Regions from separate parts of the Sus scrofa genome. Here all the other regions are linked to region 3. Evidence: chromatin contacts called from public Hi-C and HiChIP or PLAC-seq data. All regions are on one chromosome and are shown on one strand. The core of a region is the stretch at or near the end of the contact, and the rest is flanking DNA. Distances in the headings are between cores, read along the strand shown.

Evidence for each region. A called contact is a pair of places that touch in the nucleus more often than the background predicts. HiChIP or PLAC-seq counts read pairs in DNA pulled down with a chosen protein or histone mark.
Region 1: an H3K27ac HiChIP or PLAC-seq map of alveolar macrophages shows a contact between it and region 3. The contact joins the enhancer-like site here to the promoter of VAV3 in region 3. A contact is called at or near these places in 2 of 5 promoter capture datasets (fetal liver and liver), 9 of 47 Hi-C or Micro-C datasets (alveolar macrophages, blood, embryonic fibroblasts and 5 more) and 2 of 2 datasets of contacts at active chromatin or transcription factors (alveolar macrophages and skeletal muscle).
Region 2: a Hi-C map of skeletal muscle shows a contact between it and region 3, with 5 times the contacts expected there. The contact joins the enhancer-like site here to the promoter of VAV3 in region 3. A contact is called at or near these places in 2 of 47 Hi-C or Micro-C datasets (epiblast stem cells and skeletal muscle) and 2 of 2 datasets of contacts at active chromatin or transcription factors (alveolar macrophages and skeletal muscle).

The regions. Positions count from the first base shown.
Region 1 is chr4:111,987,375-111,990,184 of Sscrofa11.1, forward strand. All of the region lies in intron 2 of VAV3 (guanine nucleotide exchange factor VAV3), which reads left to right. Among named protein-coding and RNA genes, the nearest start is that of VAV3, 160 kb to the left of the region's middle. Within about 2 kb of position 1,512, at least 3 of the 83 cell types and tissues checked have an H3K27ac peak or open chromatin away from gene starts, as enhancers often do. A contact at or near this core is called in alveolar macrophages, where this site is marked.
Region 2 is chr4:111,694,697-111,697,692 of Sscrofa11.1, forward strand. It overlaps LOC106510205 (a long non-coding RNA gene), which reads left to right. Exons shown (of 7, transcript XR_002343539.1): 2 at 1,328-1,620. Among named protein-coding and RNA genes, the nearest start is that of SLC25A24, 120 kb to the left of the region's middle. Within about 2 kb of position 1,420, at least 5 of the 83 cell types and tissues checked have an H3K27ac peak or open chromatin away from gene starts, as enhancers often do. A contact at or near this core is called in skeletal muscle, where this site is marked.
Region 3 is chr4:111,823,748-111,826,490 of Sscrofa11.1, forward strand. VAV3 (guanine nucleotide exchange factor VAV3) reads left to right here and starts at 1,324. Exons shown (of 28, transcript XM_021090110.1): 1 at 1,324-1,618. The coding sequence starts at 1,415.

The DNA of each region.
Region 1 (2,810 bases), core at 262-2,761, 160 kb after region 3:
ATTACCTAAAATAATAATTGTAAAGGAAAAGGAAAAAAAAATTTCTGCAAGAGTCATAACCAGATTCTTAGCTCCTGTATAGGCAGATGGGGAGACAGGTGTGGACAGACGACTTTTATGTGTTACTATATTGTTTCAGTTGACAAAACATGGGGCTTTTCCAAATGTTTTAGACAGCAAATACATTTCTAAAAATAGGTGATAGATGCTAGGGCAGAGTTATGTCCAGAGTCCTGTGGGGACACAAAGAACCCAGACTGGAGGTGGGAGAAGGTGAGAGAAGGCTCTGGATGGGGACCAGCCTGGCCAAGTTCGTGATGTACATGGTCAGGCACATGCATGGAACAGAGAACCAGAGCTTCCTGCTCTCAGCCTTCTGGAGCTTTCCAGGTGGCGGCAGTGGAGTTGGCCCTTCATGATGTTAATAGCTCAGGTCATCCTGAGCTCTTTCTCCTCCCTCAGCCTCCCCGGTGCATCAGCTACTGAGAAATACTTCGCATCTGTCCACCTCTTCTCTAGCTCTGCTGCTGCTTGGTTCAGACCTCTCATTTCTTCCCTGGATAATGGAGAAACCTCTCCTAGTGGCTCTCCTGGCCCCTGTCTGTATGCCACCTCCTCCTACCCTAGTCTCTCCTGCACTTTGCTGAGATCTTCTAAAAAGGCAGGTTTGACCCCGCTGTCTTTCTTCAACTTGCCCCTTGATCCTTCACAGATTCTGGGATCTCACGCTCATAAAGCAGCCTGCCTGCCCACGCCACCCCCCTTCCTCCCACGACAACTCTTAGGCATTGTTATCTGGAATTTTTTTCTTACAGATGCCACTCTTCTTATCAAACAAAGGATGGATGATGATGTAGAGAAGGAAAAATCCCTGCTGGGGATTTAGTAGTTGATTGTCAGCCTGTTACTTTGCAAATAATCTAACTCGCTGCTCCTCTTTCTGAGAGTAAATGTCCGTATTCCATATTATTTGAGGTGAAATTTTCGAAATTAAGGCATTTCAAGGCAAATAGTCTTTTCTTCTTCTTCCTTTTTTTTTTTTTTTTTTTTTTTTTTTACTGCCCTTGGGGATGTTTCCTTTTATAAATATTCCTGATGGATGTTTCTAACAGTAGATTGGTCTCCACACAGAGGACTTAAGAATCTGGCATTAATTTGTGTACTTGTCTATTTCAAATCCGGATGCACTTTACCTTAATACAATACACACTGTTCTAAAAATGCTGCATTGACCAAACAGCCTTTATTTGCTTTGGCTAAACTTGGAGTTAATGGATGGACTTGATGTACCATAAGATAGAAATAACCCTGAGCGATAGACCTGAGAGATTCACTTTAGGACATACTACATACTATCCTCCCGTCTCTTCCACGATTTATATTTTTATGGTATTTTTCTATGATAGAGTAGTAATCAGTAATCCCTTTGAGTCAATAAGAGGCGATGGTTTCAGCTTGTTTATTTTCAGAAATGTTTGTACGGTACACGCATTGCAGAAGCGAATATACTGTCGTCTGGCTCCCTCTGGTGGACAGTTATATGAAAAAATCAAACTACATAAGAGTCTTGTGGGGAGGGCACAGCTTGTGAATAGTTCTGGTGTTTTAGTATTTGTGTTAAAGTAAATGAGAGCAACAGCACATGTGTAGCCATGCTAATACTGCTGCTATTTATCTTTTTATAAATAGTGACACTGCTGGGACCACAGTGAAAAAAAAAAAAATTAGAGGCTGACTCCACCCTGTAACTTTAAAACAGTGCCAAGTCAGGACAAGGCTCATACTAAAATTCAACAATGCGGTTAATTCATGAGCCCAAATATTACTCCACGGATTATTCTGGAGTCTTCCAGTAGCTGGACTCTTCACTCAATAATGCATATTTTCAGAAATTTAGCAAATGATTATTTTTATCCTGAATCAGTTTTTTTTTGTCTTTTTGCCATTTCTTGGGCTGCTCCCGCAGCATATGGAGATTCCCAGGCTAGGGGTCGAATCGGAGCTGTAGCCACCGGCCTACGCCAGAGCCACAGCAACGCAGGATCCCAGCCGCGTCTGCAACCTACACCACAGCTCACGGCAACGCTGGATCGTTAACCCACTAAGCAAGGGCAGGGATCGAACCCGCAACCTCATGGTTCCTAGTCGGATTCGTTAACCACTGCGCCACAAAGGGAACTCCTGAATCAGTTTATTTTGATAAATTTAGTATTTGTTCATACATCATCTCCTGAATTTACACACTCACTAAAGATGTGCTGTCTTTATTATGGAAATGAATTGATATCAGGTGTTATCTTGGTGGTGGTTTCTCGCTCTTCAACCAGGAAGAAGTTGCATGAAGGCTTCCAATTAAATTTCTTTTGTATATAATCATTGTATTTTATATGTTAATAAAAGTTTACATTTATTATGTCCATCAACAGAGGAATGGATAAAGAAGTGAAAAAATGATACAAATGAACTTATTTACAAAGCAGAAACATACTCACAGACTTTGAAAACAAATTTATGCTTTCCAACGGGGAAGGGTGGAGGGGAGAGGGAAGTACTGGGGGGGCTGGGACTGACACATGCACACTTTTGTGTATGGGATGGGTGATCCACAGGAACCTGCTGTGTAGCACAGAGAAATCTAGAGAGTGTTCTGTGACGACCTCTATGGGAACGGATGTGTGTGTATGTGTGGCTGAATCACCTTGCTGTGCAGCATAAATTAGCCCAACATGGTAAATCAACTCTACTGCGATGGGATTCTTTTTTAAAGTTCACATCTATTGAGTTAAGCATTTGTTGATGGGCGTTATCGC
Region 2 (2,996 bases), core at 170-2,669, 130 kb before region 3:
AATAAACGATGAGATCCTCCATCCTAAGGGAGGGAGAACATCAGCTCCTCTCCTTATTTCTGGACGTCCTTCCAAAGCATGCAACATGGAAAGAGGGGGTAAGGTAACCTTTCCCTGGAGCAACCTCACGGACACTCTCTAGGCTGGATGATCAAGGTCAACGGAAGTCATAAATCGTGTTGATCGGATGCACCCTTCATAGGCTGGGGTGAAAAGGGAACTTTACTTCTGTGCGCCTCCTCCCCCAAACTCATAATCCACAATCTAATGAGGCAAACATCGGACATCTTCCAATAGAGGGCCTCCCTGCAAAATACAAGGCTAGGATGCCTCAAAATTGTCAAGGGCATCAGAAACAAGTCTGAGGAGCTATCACAGCTAAGAGGGGCCTAAGGACACATGACAACTACATGCATGATGTGATATCCTGGACTAGAATAAGGGCATTCGGGAAAAACAAAGGAAATCTGAAGAAACTACAGATCCTCATTCGTAATGTATTAATATGGGTTCCGTAATTGTACCACAGGCACCAAACTAGTGTCAGATGTTAACGGGGGAGACTGCATGTGGGGAGCACACGTGTATAGTAATTCTCCGTATTTTATCACCTTAATTTTCTGTAAATCCAGAACTGCTCTAAAAAATAAAATCTATTAATAAATCGATAAGAAAAATTCCCAGCTCCCACTCCCCAGGTGATTCTGATACACATCAAAGTATGAAAACTTCTTATCTCAAAAACGCTCCAAAGCCAAGAGTAGCCTTATGTTCTAGACCTATTCATGGGTCAGTATTTTTTTTTTAATATGCTAAAAAAGCAAACATAAGATCTTTGTGAATTTTGCATATGTGGTTTTTCTGACAGCTGTCTCCTCACTGGATGGATCAGGTGCAACAAAAAGCTGTACGATGCTGCCATGGGAGGCAGGTTCCAGGTCATGGCAATGGTAACATGAGGCGTCATGGTTCCCGGGACTCCTTTTGTCCGTTTGGAATATATTTAAATTTTATCGACCAACTAGATTCCTTTATAATATAGTTGTCAAGGTGTTTATCAGGGTTAAATGTAATTACGTATTGAGATTTTTAGGTAAGTGCCATTACATCAGTGATAAAATCATTGTGGAGTTTAGGAGAGGCTGCAAATGGCTTGAGAGAACTGCTGGGTTACAGCTGAGTGTGAGTTATGGTTCGTGTGTGTGTTTGTGTGTGTGTGTTTGGGGGGGGGCATGCACTCTCAGCAAGCAGACAACAACAACAGCTGTTTGGTTACAGGATGAGGCAGGCCAATTGGGAATTACAGAATTATTATTTCTTTGCCCAGATCTTACTCAGAACTTCCTGGCTTCAGCAAGACTGGCCTGTGACGTGAGTGAAGAGAAATGGATGAGACGCTCCCTGATAGAAACAAGGCTCTCTGGACACGGTCTCTCCAGTTGGACTGAGCCACACGGGGTTTTGAGTATGCTTTTTATCTCACCATGAAAGATGTTTGAGAAATGCTGAGCAAGGCTGGCCATTGCATTTGCAGCATATCAGGGGCTGGTTACGACAGACGCTGGGTAGGAGAAAGATATGCGGACCTGGACACCATCAGTGATCCTCTCTAGCCTGCAGGTAACTAAAACCTGGGTGATCTGGAGCAAATCAATGACCCCGAGTCCCAGAGCCCAGCTGGGACCCAGCAATGAGGTTCCCTGGTTGCGGGACTCCAGCATCAGTCACTTTTTTGAAGCATCCAGGTGATTCTTTTTTTTTTTTTTTTTAAATAGCTCCTTTTTTCATTGTTAAATGTTTTATTGAAATATAGTTGATTTACAAGGTTGTGATAATTTCTGCCGCACAACAAAGTGATCCAGTCATACATAGACCTGAGTTTCGGCAGATGATTGACCGTCAGCTGTCCCAGCTCCTTCCCCTGTTGCTGACGTTTTTCCTTAAAATTTTTTCCTCTAAGTATGATCATTGTCCTGCATCAACAGACATCTGCAGTCTTAAGTCCAGGATCTGGAATGATACATCTGGCCCAGGGCTGGCACTTCCCACCTCCCAGGTCTAGTTAGAACCATGTGTCCGTCCCTTACTGCTCTTGCCTTATCATTGTAATGAACTGCTTGCTGTTGAAAAATATGTGCTGGCGGTTTGCCTTCTCTAGGCCCCTTTTGTTCATTGCTAACAGCTGGGTATCACTCTAATTAGAATGAGTGTTGACTTTCTTTTCAGTCCTGTAATTTACGGTGCAGAAGCTGCCAAGTTGAGGTCAGTTTTGTGTGCAGGATCTGAACCTTACCAAAGTGACCTTGCCAGCTACAACTGTGTGTAGGTTCCCATTTCTGTTCTATTAAAGGATATTTTTACCATATTAAGGGAAATTTCTACCACATTAAAGGGTATTTTTTCCTTTTACTTAGGTTCTCAAATACAACCAGATATGATGAAAGCTAAAAATATTCTCCAGAATAAGTTAATGAATGCATGAAAACACAGCTCCCTTGGAAATATTATTTCATATATGCATATGATGATGATTTCATATCATCCAGGGCAGAAAATTATGGACCCTTAGGAGGGGGATTATAGGGTCATCAACTTCCAATGAAATAAAGAAGTCCCTTCTCTGACATTGCTGATGAGCACACATCCATGTTCCAGACCATTCTAAAGACTGTGATTTGTTACTATATCATTCCTGAGTGATTCGTTTCTTCTAATCCTTTATTTAAACTTTGACATTTCAAGTACCTGTGCTAAATTCAAAGACTGCACAGATTTGGGGGCAGGGGGACTCAGGGCTTATGTCCCCACACCTTAGTGCAGGAAGCAGACAAGATACCAACAATAGCAGTACATTGAGACAAGTACTCTTACAGATCTGGACTTTTCCCTGGGAGCTCCCAAACTGGGAAGTAATTAATTTTGCTTGGGCCTGGGAGGAGGGGAAAAGATGATGAAAGTTTTGCAGAAGAGATGGTCTATCAGTTAGATCTTAAAGA
Region 3 (2,743 bases), core at 74-2,573:
AACGTAAAATTAAAAAATGATGTAAAATCCCAGATTTCATATTTCATTTTTATTTTCAAAATGTAAAAGAATACCTCTCGAAACAGTGACCCAGAATCACATTTACACAGAACGGCAAGAGCTGGATGTGGTAATACCTTGAGAAAAAGAATTCAAACACTATTTTTGGTTTTGAGGGACGGTGGGAGTAAAAGGGGCCAGCGTTGGGCAACCCCCAAAGATTTAAGAAATGCACAGGCGCTGCTCAGCCAGCACTAGAGTTCTGGGGTCCTGTTCCAACTTTCACTACACGTCCCCCAGCTTAGCCCTACCCGTGCCGCTGAAGACTGCTGTTAACTGCTCTCAAACCCCGGCCCGGGGCGCCCACGCATGCGCAGTGTGGCCGCCGGGAACTCCTGGGCGTTTCACAGGCCTATTTCTCTCCCGCAGGTTTTTTGTGCGGTCAGCAAAAGGGCCGGGCCTGCGGCGCCCAACAGTTCCGAACCTGCGACGGGAGAGGGACACCATCTCTAAGTGAAAAATATCTCTTGTTGAAATAGGCTCGGGGTGGGGGGCGGGTTTCTGCAGGCGTCTCCAAACACACGCTTTTAAGGTGCCCAAACAGCTTTAAGAGCAACTAACTTGGAGGAACTGGAATTATCTGCAGGAAGAGAATTTAGCGGGTGGAAGGGTTGCGGGGGCAACGATCTCTAAAACTTTCAGCCTTGCATTCTCAGGATGCTCTGTGCCCTCCCCCCGGGGAGTCCCGATGCCCCAATTAATCCTTCCCTCCTCTCAGATCCTTTAAAAATTGTGCTCGCGGTTTAGGGGGTCCTAACAGGAACCCCCGCAGAATTACAGTGTTCAGATACTCTCTCCCCAAACCGGGAAGGCGTCCCGGTAGAAGATCTTCAGACGCTTGGGGCTGTGTGAGCCTCGCCAACCTGGGGGGGCGGTGGGCGGGAGCGCCGGGATCCCCTCGGCCATCCCGCCCCCGCCTCCTCCCCTCCGCGCCCGGGCCGCCGACCCCAGGCCAGGGCGGCGCGCGCTCTCCCACCCGCGCCTCTGGGGACTCGCAGACGGCAGCGAGACCGGCCGGCGCGCTGGGCATGCTCAGTTGCCCGGCGCCGGGCTCGCGAGTCGGAAGCCTGTGCGCGGCGGTCGCCGCCGAGCCGGCCGGAGCGCACGGAGAGAGCGCTGGACGCGCTGCAGCGGCGGCCGGGCGGCGGCGGACCTCGGCCGGGACCGGAGCCGAACCCCGCGCAAAGCCCCGGATCCACCCGCCCGGGCGCCGGCTCCCTCGCACCGTCGCACCCTCGTTGGGAAGGGGCCCGCCGCGGCTGGCGTTGGCGTCGGCGGGGCGGAGGAACCGCGGCGGCGGCCGCCGCATCCTCGCCGCCTGCCCCGGGCCGGCAGCGTCCGGGAGCCGTCGGGCATGGAGCCGTGGAAGCAGTGCGCACAGTGGCTCATCCACTGCAAGGTGCTGCCCGCCAACCACCGGGTGACCTGGGACTCGGCGCAGGTGTTCGACCTGGCTCAGACCCTCCGCGATGGAGTCCTGCTCTGCCAGCTGCTCAACAACCTCCGGGCGCACTCTATTAACCTGAAGGAGATCAACCTGAGGCCTCAGATGTCCCAGGTAAGGAGGCCGGCGCGGGCGCCTCCGCCTCCAGCCGGCGTCTCCCATTAATCAGCCGGCTAATTTCTTTGTGTAAATGCAAACATCTAGGTGCGCTCAGCGTGCCCTGCCTCGCAGCCTTCTGCTTTGCGGACCACTTCTTGGACCTTGACTTGAGATGGTTTATTAGCTCTTTAGCTGAATGCTAGAGCCCTGCGTCCTGAGATGGTAGGAGGATTTCGTAAGGGCTTTCTGTGAGGCGGGAAAGAACAAGCTGTCTTGGGTGCCCTTCACCTACGTGGGGTGTGTGTGTGTGTGTGTGTGTCGGTGAACAACAAAAGGAATTTGAACCTGCTCTTTTATGGGGACGATGGAGGGGGATGAAGGGCGCTGATGGGGGGTACTTTTGCCTTTAGTCTCTTCTTTTGCTTTGCGTTTCGTCCCCATGTTTTCTTGAAAGAGGAACCATGACATAAATGAGGACTCTAGGAAGTGGAGGGCGTTCTCATACCGTTATCTGTGCGGAATGACACTGGTCAAAAGGAGGAAAAGGGAGCACAGCACAGCGGCTGCCCCCGAAAGCCCCCAGAGCTTGTGGCCAGCTGGCAGGCTACATGGTTATGTTTATAGCTCGACTTAAGCCATGTGGGAAGGAGCGAGTCCAACCTCTCTCAACAGCTACAGGAAACGAGAAGTTTCGCTCCAGATTCCGCTTTCTTTCATTCAGCGCGCTTGCTCAGGTGGTATGGTGTATGGTTGGCTTCTGTGGCTGGAGCCTTTCCTGGAGGTGACTCTTCCAGGGGTTAAAGAAGATTGCAGCTCTGGAAGGCTCTGTGCACTCTTGAGTGCGCCCCAAAGTCACATCGCAGTGGAATGGTAGTTTCTTGGTCCCATCAGAAACTTTTCATGCAGAAAGCTGTTAAACACAATTCAGCAAATCTGTTTGCTCTTTCAGAATGTAAAATACCACTTTCAGCTTAAAAGGGAGAGGAAACAGTTCCCTCTACGACACATTTTAGCACTAATCCTGAGTGATATAGAGCCTCAGCTACTGAGCAACCAGAACAGTGCCTTTTGCAGGGGAACTGACTTCATATGATGTAATAAGTATGTATTTAAAGGTAGAGCACACAGGAGTTCCCACTG